Regions from separate parts of the Sus scrofa genome. Here all the other regions are linked to region 2. Evidence: chromatin contacts called from public Hi-C data. All regions are on one chromosome and are shown on one strand. Each heading gives the region's core, a stretch centred on a gene start, on an enhancer-like site or on the middle of the called end of the contact. The rest is flanking DNA. Distances are from core to core; before and after follow the strand shown.

Evidence for each region. Hi-C and Micro-C count contacts between places; a contact is called where the count stands out from the background.
Region 1: a contact with region 2 is called in a Hi-C map of retroperitoneal adipose tissue, with 1.7 times the contacts expected there. The contact joins the enhancer-like site here to the promoter of RNF145 in region 2. A contact is called at or near these places in 5 of 47 Hi-C or Micro-C datasets (alveolar macrophages, embryonic fibroblasts, epiblast stem cells and 2 more) and 2 of 2 datasets of contacts at active chromatin or transcription factors (alveolar macrophages and skeletal muscle).
Region 3: a contact with region 2 is called in a Hi-C map of alveolar macrophages, with 2.5 times the contacts expected there. The contact joins the enhancer-like site here to the promoter of RNF145 in region 2. A contact is called at or near these places in 1 of 5 promoter capture datasets (liver), 6 of 47 Hi-C or Micro-C datasets (alveolar macrophages, embryonic fibroblasts, epiblast stem cells and 2 more) and 1 of 2 datasets of contacts at active chromatin or transcription factors (alveolar macrophages).

What each region holds. Positions count from the first base shown.
Region 1 is chr16:64,290,002-64,292,883 of Sscrofa11.1, reverse strand. It overlaps RNF145 (RING finger protein 145), which reads right to left. Exons shown (of 11, transcript XM_021077056.1): 5 at 1,656-1,891. Among named protein-coding and RNA genes, the nearest start is that of RNF145, 40 kb to the right of the region's middle. Within about 2 kb of position 1,418, at least 10 of the 83 cell types and tissues checked have an H3K27ac peak or open chromatin away from gene starts, as enhancers often do. A contact at or near this core is called in retroperitoneal adipose tissue, where this site is marked.
Region 2 is chr16:64,250,212-64,253,152 of Sscrofa11.1, reverse strand. It overlaps RNF145 (RING finger protein 145), which reads right to left and starts at 1,381. Exons shown (of 11, transcript XM_021077056.1): 1 at 1,268-1,381. LOC102162058 reads right to left here and starts at 2,240. Exons shown (of 4, transcript XM_021076824.1): 1 at 2,203-2,240; 2 at 1,667-2,067. The coding sequence starts at 2,240.
Region 3 is chr16:64,310,385-64,313,376 of Sscrofa11.1, reverse strand. It overlaps RNF145 (RING finger protein 145), which reads right to left. Exons shown (of 11, transcript XM_021077056.1): 11 at 1-871. The coding sequence ends at 488. Among named protein-coding and RNA genes, the nearest start is that of EBF1, 46 kb to the left of the region's middle. Within about 2 kb of position 1,411, at least 6 of the 83 cell types and tissues checked have an H3K27ac peak or open chromatin away from gene starts, as enhancers often do. A contact at or near this core is called in alveolar macrophages, where this site is marked.

The DNA.
Region 1 (2,882 bases), core at 169-2,668, 40 kb before region 2:
CTCTCGAGATAATATCAGAATGTTTCAGTAACTCTAAAGACCTTAAATTAAAATACATCAAATTGCAACTTGTTTGGGTTTCTAATTAATATCTACTTCTGGGTAATAAAGATCCAGAAGTATCAAGTTTAAATACACTGACCTGCAGGTTATTCTAAATTTACATTTTTTTCATCTGTAAATCAAATATTTTTTCTAAAATGGAGTCGAGACTAACCCCTATTTTTCCTCAACTAAAAAACACTGAAAGAAAAGGAGAATTGTCCAGTTAGCTGCAAAGTTATTATCAGCAAACTGATCATTGAGCAGTACTTTTCCTCCTTTCCATTAAAGGAACAGACCACTAAAAAACCTGATATTTTCCATTTCTTGCCTATCCATTCTTTCCAGGTCATGAATTTCATAACCTGTATTTTATTTTCAACTACAATCCTAGTGATACATGAATCTCACAGCAACCAAAAAAGTAAACATTTCATTGAAAAATGGAGGTTTTGTCCTTAAGGTGATTAAATAAACAGTATCCAAGAAATATTTACTGAGTATCTACTGCTTCTTACAAATAAGGGTAGCTCTGTAAGACTGAATTCAGATAAAAAATACATAAATTTGTCATTCTGAATCTGAATAAAACAACCCTTCCCCCTGACGAACCACTTTCAATAAAGAATGAAAATAACTTCATCTTCCCTGGAAGATGTACTTTCAGGAAAGTTGCCCAAGTTAATTGTTATGTAAGATGATGAAATCAGTAGAATCAGGCTGAGGCCAAGAGCTTAGGGAAATTTTTCTGGAAAATCTGCCCCTGAGGCCACAACAATAGCAACAAGGAACCCTTCACTTAGTACTATCAGTTTGACCAATCTGAAAGCTTCCTGTACCTTAAGGTCATATGCACAGTATAGAGGCAGAAGAGAATGCCCATTTTAATACTCTCTTCATACCCATGCCAGTTTTAAGATCTATTTTATACACTGAAACTTACTGATTAAATCAAATAGAATTATTTATGTCCTGAACACCTACTGTTTGTGTCTGAGAGTAACCTAAGAACAAAGACTTAAAAAAAGCTGGATAAACAGAAGGACATTCTGTTGGCAAAATCAGTTCAAGTATCATATCTAAACAAAATCTGTCAGACCATAGCCCAGAACTATTTAACTTCTCAGTTCAAATAAATCAAACAAATGTAAGGAAGAAACTGTAATCAGAGTAGGATTATCATCAGGGAAAAAAACTGGCTTTGACGTCTAGGTATTCAATTCTACATTATTCTTGTCTTTGTTAAGTTACCACTGAACATTATCTGCCTGGCACTGAACTCACTCAAGCCTTACTATTAGCCTATGTGTTAAGTACAATGTTATTATTAGTTATATTTTACAGATACATGAACTTAAGGGACTAACCCCAGGTTACATAGCTAGTAAGCAGCAGCACCAGAGTGAAAACTCAGTCGGCTTCCAGAGAGGAACACACTTCACTCTACTGCTTCTCAAGAGAACTTAATAAAGAGTCTCAGATGCTTAATTGGGTCCAAAATAGTTGCTATTCTGAAGCGGTCAAACTTAATGTTAATGTGACCATGAGTGTAAATTATAAGAGAACTAAATCTTTAACATGCTCTATGTGGAATTTTATCTACATTGTCTTACCTGAACCAACTCTCTGTATGCAGACTTGGCAAGGTTATAAGGTACTAGAAGGTTAGACCCAAGAAAATAGAGAACTTCCAATCCAGTAAAAATCATAGCAAATTTGTTGATGATAACAATTGTTTCCAGAGGAACAAGGCAGAGGCGTGCTAGCAGAGGAAGCATGTGAGCTGAAAAAAGCCAAATCTGCTTTGTTTTCATGACACAGGAGCATAAAGTACACACCACCAACTGACCTAAAATGGGGAGGAAAATGCATTTAATTTTGAGATTTGATATCCACAAAATCAAAAACAAAAACACTGTCAGTAAGGATGATGACACAGCTTTTGAAGATGTCTAATTAGCATCCCTTGGATAATATTTTAAAGTTTTAACTTCATCTGACCATAATTACATACTCATATGTTCTGTGACTTCTGAGCACAAATTCCTTGGGATCGACTTGAAAATAACAGCACAAAGATCTATTGTCTTTATTACATTCCAGATGGTATATATGATATGCAGAAAGTTTTTTTAAATGTATTTTCAGTATTTTAACTATTTTTAACAATTCATTTACTACCAAATATATTTAGCTCCTTTTACAAAGGCCCTCAATATTGAAATGTTCTGGTCTAGAGGTGGAAAGTATAAAATCCAAGAGATAAAGCTGTCCAAGATCATTCTATAATGAGATTTATTCTGAAATTTTCGATCTTTAATTACTTTCACAGGCTCACACAAGCCTTTCCAAATGACTCAATAATGAAAGTTAGAACTAAAACGTTTAAACAACAAATTCTTCTCACAGAGGATTAATCATATATGATTATAAAAAAGTTAGGAATACAGAGAAATAAAAAAAGAAAAAAATCTCCATCTCCTATAATCGTGTTACCCAAAGGTAGCTCTGTCAATGTCTTCGGTTCATTAAATAAAGTACTGAATGTAAAGCCTTAGCACTGCATCTGAAACCTAGTTAGTGCTCAATAAAAGGCATTCACATGATTTGTTACTTTTTCAGATTTATTCTACACATGTGAACATACACAAATGTTTTAGACAAAGGGGATTATAGTGTACATACAACCAGCTTTTTTCATTTAATACATATTATGCATACATCTCTATAGTAAATATATATACTTGGGTTTGGGGGTAATTACTTAACATATAATGACATAATATTAGATTTAGTTATCTTCAAATATTTCATAATTAGGAGTTCCCATTGTGGCTCAG
Region 2 (2,941 bases), core at 132-2,631:
ATCCAAAAATTGAGATACCCGGGAGAAGAACACACTTCTTACATAAGCATCGGAACACGTTTTAAATATAGCTGGTGCTCCCCCACTCCCACTCATTGCTAGCTAACTTTGTAAGTACCTGATTTCCACAAAAACTACTAGCAATTCGGTGGTTGCTGGTTATCCCCAAATCAGCAAAGATAGGGAGTCCACTCTGAATACAAGGGCCATGTTTAGACTTAAGCAGCCAGACAGAGGAAATAAAAACTGCTATCTCTGCCATTGGGCGTTCAGCCTGGGTCACCACTGCAGCATAGACAGCTCATCTTTTGGGCAGGATTCAAGATTCACTAGAACTGCACAGTCCGTATTTTTAAAAATTTGGAGGAAAAAAAATGCCTCTCCTCTGCTTTCAAACTAGTTTCCTGTTTACTGCACACTGCAATGCAAAGCCATCCATTAATCTTTGATGCCTTCCCACAGCAAAGCCCCCTTCCTCTCTCCCAGAACCTCCTCCCCCGCCCCCCCCCCCGACGCCTGCTGATCTCAGTTGCGTTTGAACTATAGTAACCCCAACCCAGCTCGCTGCAAAGCAGGCAACGCAGCAGCAGCCGGGCCGCTGCCGCCGCGGGGCTAGGGGATTACGTTCACAAAAACTCTGCCAGGAGAGAGGCCCGTGCCAGGGAGCTCCCCTTCTGTCTGGCCAAGGGTGCTGGCTCCGCCATGCCACGCACCAAAAAGCTTCTGAAGAAAGAGGCGGGCAAAGTTCTTCATCCATGAACAGAAAGGAGACTCATTCATGAAGGGAGCGGCAAGGATCTCAGGGTTCTCGGTTGGGAAAAAGCAAGAGTAGAGGGGGATGCAGAAGGGAAGGAAGGCAAACGAGACACGAAGCGATGGTGAAAAAAAGGAAGGGGTGAGAGAGCTCTTACTGTAAAAAAAAAAAAGAAAGAAAAAGGACTGACAGATGGGATGCACAGTAAATGGGTCCCCATTCGACGAATGAGTTGGCAGGCCTTTCCGCACCCCTAAACAACCTCAAACCCAAGGAAAGGGCGGAAGCTGAGTTTGGGGCTCCGTAAACCAAAAAAGAGTAGGGAAAAAGGAAAGAGGGGGGAAGCTTGGAAGCAAAGTGGACAAAGACGCAAAAGAGGAAAAGTTCGAAGTTGGGACTGGAGGAAAAGAGCTGGAAAGGGGCAAAGAAAGGGGACGCTCAGGAAGGGGTTTAGAAAAGGCCCCGAAATGGGGTACTGGGGAGGCGAAGGAGGAGCGCGCTAAGTGAGGGCACCTTAGGAATGCCGGAGGAGATGAGGGATCGCTCCAGGAAGGTGGAGGAGTGGAGAGGCGGCGGACAAGGCCCGAGAGCTGGGAAGGGGGCTGAGCCCGCCCCGGGAGAGGAGGGCAGAGTCGGAGAGAGCCGAAGCGGGTGGGGGGGGGGGGGCGCAGGAGGACCGCGGGCGGGGCTGGCGGTTGGGAGGGAGGGGGCGCTGCGGGTTAAGAGGGGCTGTGGACGCCGCCGCCGCCGCCGCTGGGAAAAGAGGAGGGGGCAAGGGGGGAAGGGGCAAAGGGGAAGAAGAGGACAGAACGGGCCACGGCATGGGGGAAGGGAGAGGGGAACAGAAGATGTGGGATGCCGACAGGGGCGCGGGGATGGGAAGGGGCGGGCCGGCGCGGACGGCTCAGTCACCTCGGGCTGCGGCCTCCCTCCCTGCGGGGCAGCACCGCGGCGAACGGACGGGCTCCGCAATTCCCCGGCTCTCTCGCCGACCCTCCCGTTCTCCTCGGGCGGCAGCGGCGGGGACCGGGACGGCGCGGCTCACAGCGGCGGCTCCTCCACGCCGGGCCTTAGATGCTGCGTTTTGGGAGGCGGCGGCAGCGGCGGCGGCAGCGACCCGACCCGTGTGGTCACCATCGTCCGCGGCGGCAGGCGCTCGCGGGCCGAGCTCCTCAGCAGCCGGCGGCGGCCATGGCCTCCTTGGTTCACTCCTCCCGCCCCCGGCGCTCTGCGGCGGCCGTGGCCCGGCTGCCGCGCTGTGCGCCTGCGCGCGCCCCTGCCAGGGCGGCGCGCCCCTCCCCCGTCCTGCACGGCTGCGCACGCGTGCTCCCGCGCTCACTCACAATCGCGCTGGAGGGGTGGTTCCCGGGCCGCCTCCGGTACGTAGGCGGGCGACACAAGCCTCCCGAAGCCGCACAGCCGGTCTGGGCCGCTATGGAGACGCGTACCACGCGGACACCAGCACGCGCACTGTGACACGCGCCATTCTGACACACGTGCCCTCTCACACTCCCCAAACACCGGGAGTCACACGCGTTCACACCCACACTTACCTGCAGGGACCACGTGGGAGAATTGGAGGAGCTGATCCTCACCGAAGGCAACCGCAGTAGCAATGATGCCAGAGTTTTATTTAACTCCTATACTGACTGGTCTAGACTGTCAACTCCTTGGCCTCAGGGACCACTTCTGTGATGGCTCGGCCAGCCGTGCGTAGCACAGAATAGGCGCTCCATAAGCTTCTGTTGAATAAGTGAGTGGATATATAAAGAAATGACTGAGAACTGTTCACTGAGTATTTTCAATTTAAAAATTCCAACCCCTGGTTTAAAGAATCTGTACAAAAAATGTTTACTGTAGCATGAAATTAAACGGTATGTGTTTGTCTTATCTTTCAGTCCAAGGTTCAAAACAGGTTATTGTACACACCCCCTTCCCAAGGTAAGGAAATCATTTGTTCTGCCTAAGTCACTACCACTGATCAGCATTTCTACCTTAATTTAAATGTCAGCACACCTTGTTCCCCCATTTAACCACAGTACAAACCCTGAAACACATTGGGTTCAGAATGAATCAAGGATTTTGCCAGTTTTCTGGGCTTTGGCAGGCCTCCTTATCCCCAGATTTTCTACTTCCCAGCCTCACCACCACTCTCCACAAATTCCCTTGTCCCAGCCCCTTCCAAAA
Region 3 (2,992 bases), core at 162-2,661, 60 kb before region 2:
TAACCACCTGGCTGAGTTCCAATTAACTGAGGGAAAGGGGGTGGAGAAAAGGGCTGGTCACTACTCATACTTTGTAAAAAAGCGTTCCTGTCCCATAGAAAGTGAGAGGTCAGTTTCACTTCTGCCTGCTTCCTCCATGCTCTGGCTCAAGCTCCTCATCCTTCTTTCTTTAGCCCCTTTTAGACACTCAAATCTGATTTTGTTTATCCCGCACAAATCAGGGGCAGTTTCTGAAGTTGCTAAGGTTGAATTTCCTTGGCAAACCTCTACCAAACATCAGCATAGGATGTATAAACACTTTGATTAGCACACGTAGCAAAATTTCTTCCACAATGTCAAAGGGATGAAAGCAGGAGGTCTCCACTGAGAGAACTTCTTGGATTAGATCCTTGGAATGTCAAATCTCCTATCTATCACCTCATACATTCATTCCTCAAATCTGAGCACGAATGCCATTGTGAGCTAATGTCTCCAGAGAAGCAAAGCATCACTCCTGCTCCTTTTCTTCCAGACTGCCCTCAACAGGATGCGCTTCATCTTTTGCACTAAGAGGATTTTCCCTGGGATCACAAGCCCCTTCCTGGCCGTCTAATCTTCTGGCAACGCACTCTTCATTGTCCTTAGAGTCTTCTTGCACCCTTGTGTCCTCAGAACGCTCTTGGCTTGGGGGTTCAGTACCTTCCTCAGGCACATTTTGCTCTGCTCCAGCAGGAGGCTGTGGAACTGGCTCAGACCCTAAGCCTGGCAGCTGCGAGGAGTTTTTGAGGTGGCAGTGGCACAGAGGGCAGGTCTCCTGGACATACAGCCATTTTTTGAGACAGCCTGCATGGAAGAAATGACTGCAAGGTGTGATCACTGCAGATTTCATGTCCTACAAGGGGGGAAAAAGACACCTCATAAACGTCTATTATAAAACCTCTGCTACATTCAAATTCTACTTCCAACACTTCTTTGCCATAAATGCTCCAGAGAAAATATGTAACACAAATCTTAGAATAAGACCTATTTTATACTTCAGTAATAATCTTCTTGCCATCAGAGACACCTTTACACAAATAATGCAAGAACCACTGGCTAAGCAATTTTTTAAAAGAAATAAAAACCAAAAATGAGGAAGGAAGGAGCTTCTTAACTGGGTTCTGCCTCAGTGTGAAACACAAGGCTTACACAACTGTGGCAGTATGATTACCAGGTCTCCATCAGCACAGTGCAAGTGTAATTACAATCTCAGAAAATGTGATGAAGACAGGACTTTTTCCACAGTTTTGCTTCAACACAGCTCAACAGATTATTCCATGATGAGATCATCGGCAAGGAGACAAATCAGCCACATACACCAGGGTATTGGCAAGGAAGTGGCAATTTCGTTAGGGAGAATGTACATCCCAGTTTTCACGATATGGCATAAACCAGTGTTTCTCAACTTGCATCAGAACCACCCGGAGTGCTTGCTAACCATGCATGTTCTGGGGCCACCCCAGACCTACTGATCTGGCTTTCTGAAGATGGCATTCACAAGTCCATAGGTACGGCAAGCCACCCATGTGACTTTATCACACACTCAAGTTTAATAACCACTGAAATAAGAAGTGGTATACTTTGCATTAATAGCACTTGCATAAAATATATTTGGGGAGGGAGGACTGAGGACATGAAGTTTAAAGTGTAAGAACATACATTTGGTAGATCAACCATTAATTTTGTTTAAAGTCCTAGAACAAGGAGTTGTGGCTATAGCAGAAATTCCTTGCCAAGAACTGGTAACACCTGGGAGTCAACTTTTAAGCAGAAAGCCATCCAAGGAAAAGCAGCCAGCTGGGAAGTTAAGCAACTTGACTTTAATTTTCTGTGTGGTATCAGCAGGTAGTTCAGACACCTCAAAAAAAGTGATGTGACAACAGGAAATACAAAAAGAGGCCTCTCAAACCCCAGAGATGGTATATTTATACATTAGCTGCTGAAGTTGATGTGCCCCAAATCTATCTTTGTTGTGCTTTGTCTGCATACAACAAGACTACTGAGCACAAAGGAGCCAGAAGGAAGACAATGCCCCTTAACCTGGGAGGGTAATAACTACATCGCTTCTCAATCTCCCCACCTAGAAACCATTACTTTGCTAGTACCTAAAAGTATGATTCTAACAATGATCAAAATGTGGCAGTTGAATCTTACTCCTAGGAAAAACTCTTATTCTAGACAGCCTTCACACACACACACACACACACACACACACACACACACACACACACTCTCACTCTCACCATCTACACTGGAAAGCAGCCTTGGGGCAGTACCTCCCCCGTATATTCACTGATACTACCCATAGTTTTATTCCACTAGCCCACATTCTTCGAGAGTGATTTCAAAGGAAGCGTTTGCACAGTCGCCCAAAATTTCTGCCTGTACTTTCAACTGTACAGTTTAGCTGTAAAAGCTGCTACACTCAAGGTCACCCTCCTGCACAAGTGACTGATGACTAAACTCTAGGTCTACTTTTTATTACTGTTATATTTCCAAGCTGATACAATTACTATTTTTCAATTCTTTCATGACAGAAGACAATCATCAGCTATCCAGGGTGCATACGCCAAAGATGCCAGGCAGACCAACTGCAATGTACACCAACTGGTCGCCTCTGCCATCTCTCCCACTCCACCCACCCACTTCCACACAGAAGCTGCACCCCTCTTAGATAGCCCTCAACCCACAGGTATGCACACGTGCTCCTCGGCTACATTAAGTGAATGGACACCTTTTCCCCACCCTGGAAAGACCAGAGGGAAGAGTCAGAATCTTGGCACACCACTTTTCAGAAGTTGCTGACTCCTGATTGACAGTATATGCTTGAGAGTACATGTATTTGTGTGTGCATATGTTTGTTCAGGAGTGAATATAAAATACACCTGACCTGTTTTTCCTTTATTTATGGGTGAGCAATAATGTTGAAAATAACAATAAATTAGAACTTGAGGGACTAAATTAAAAACTTACT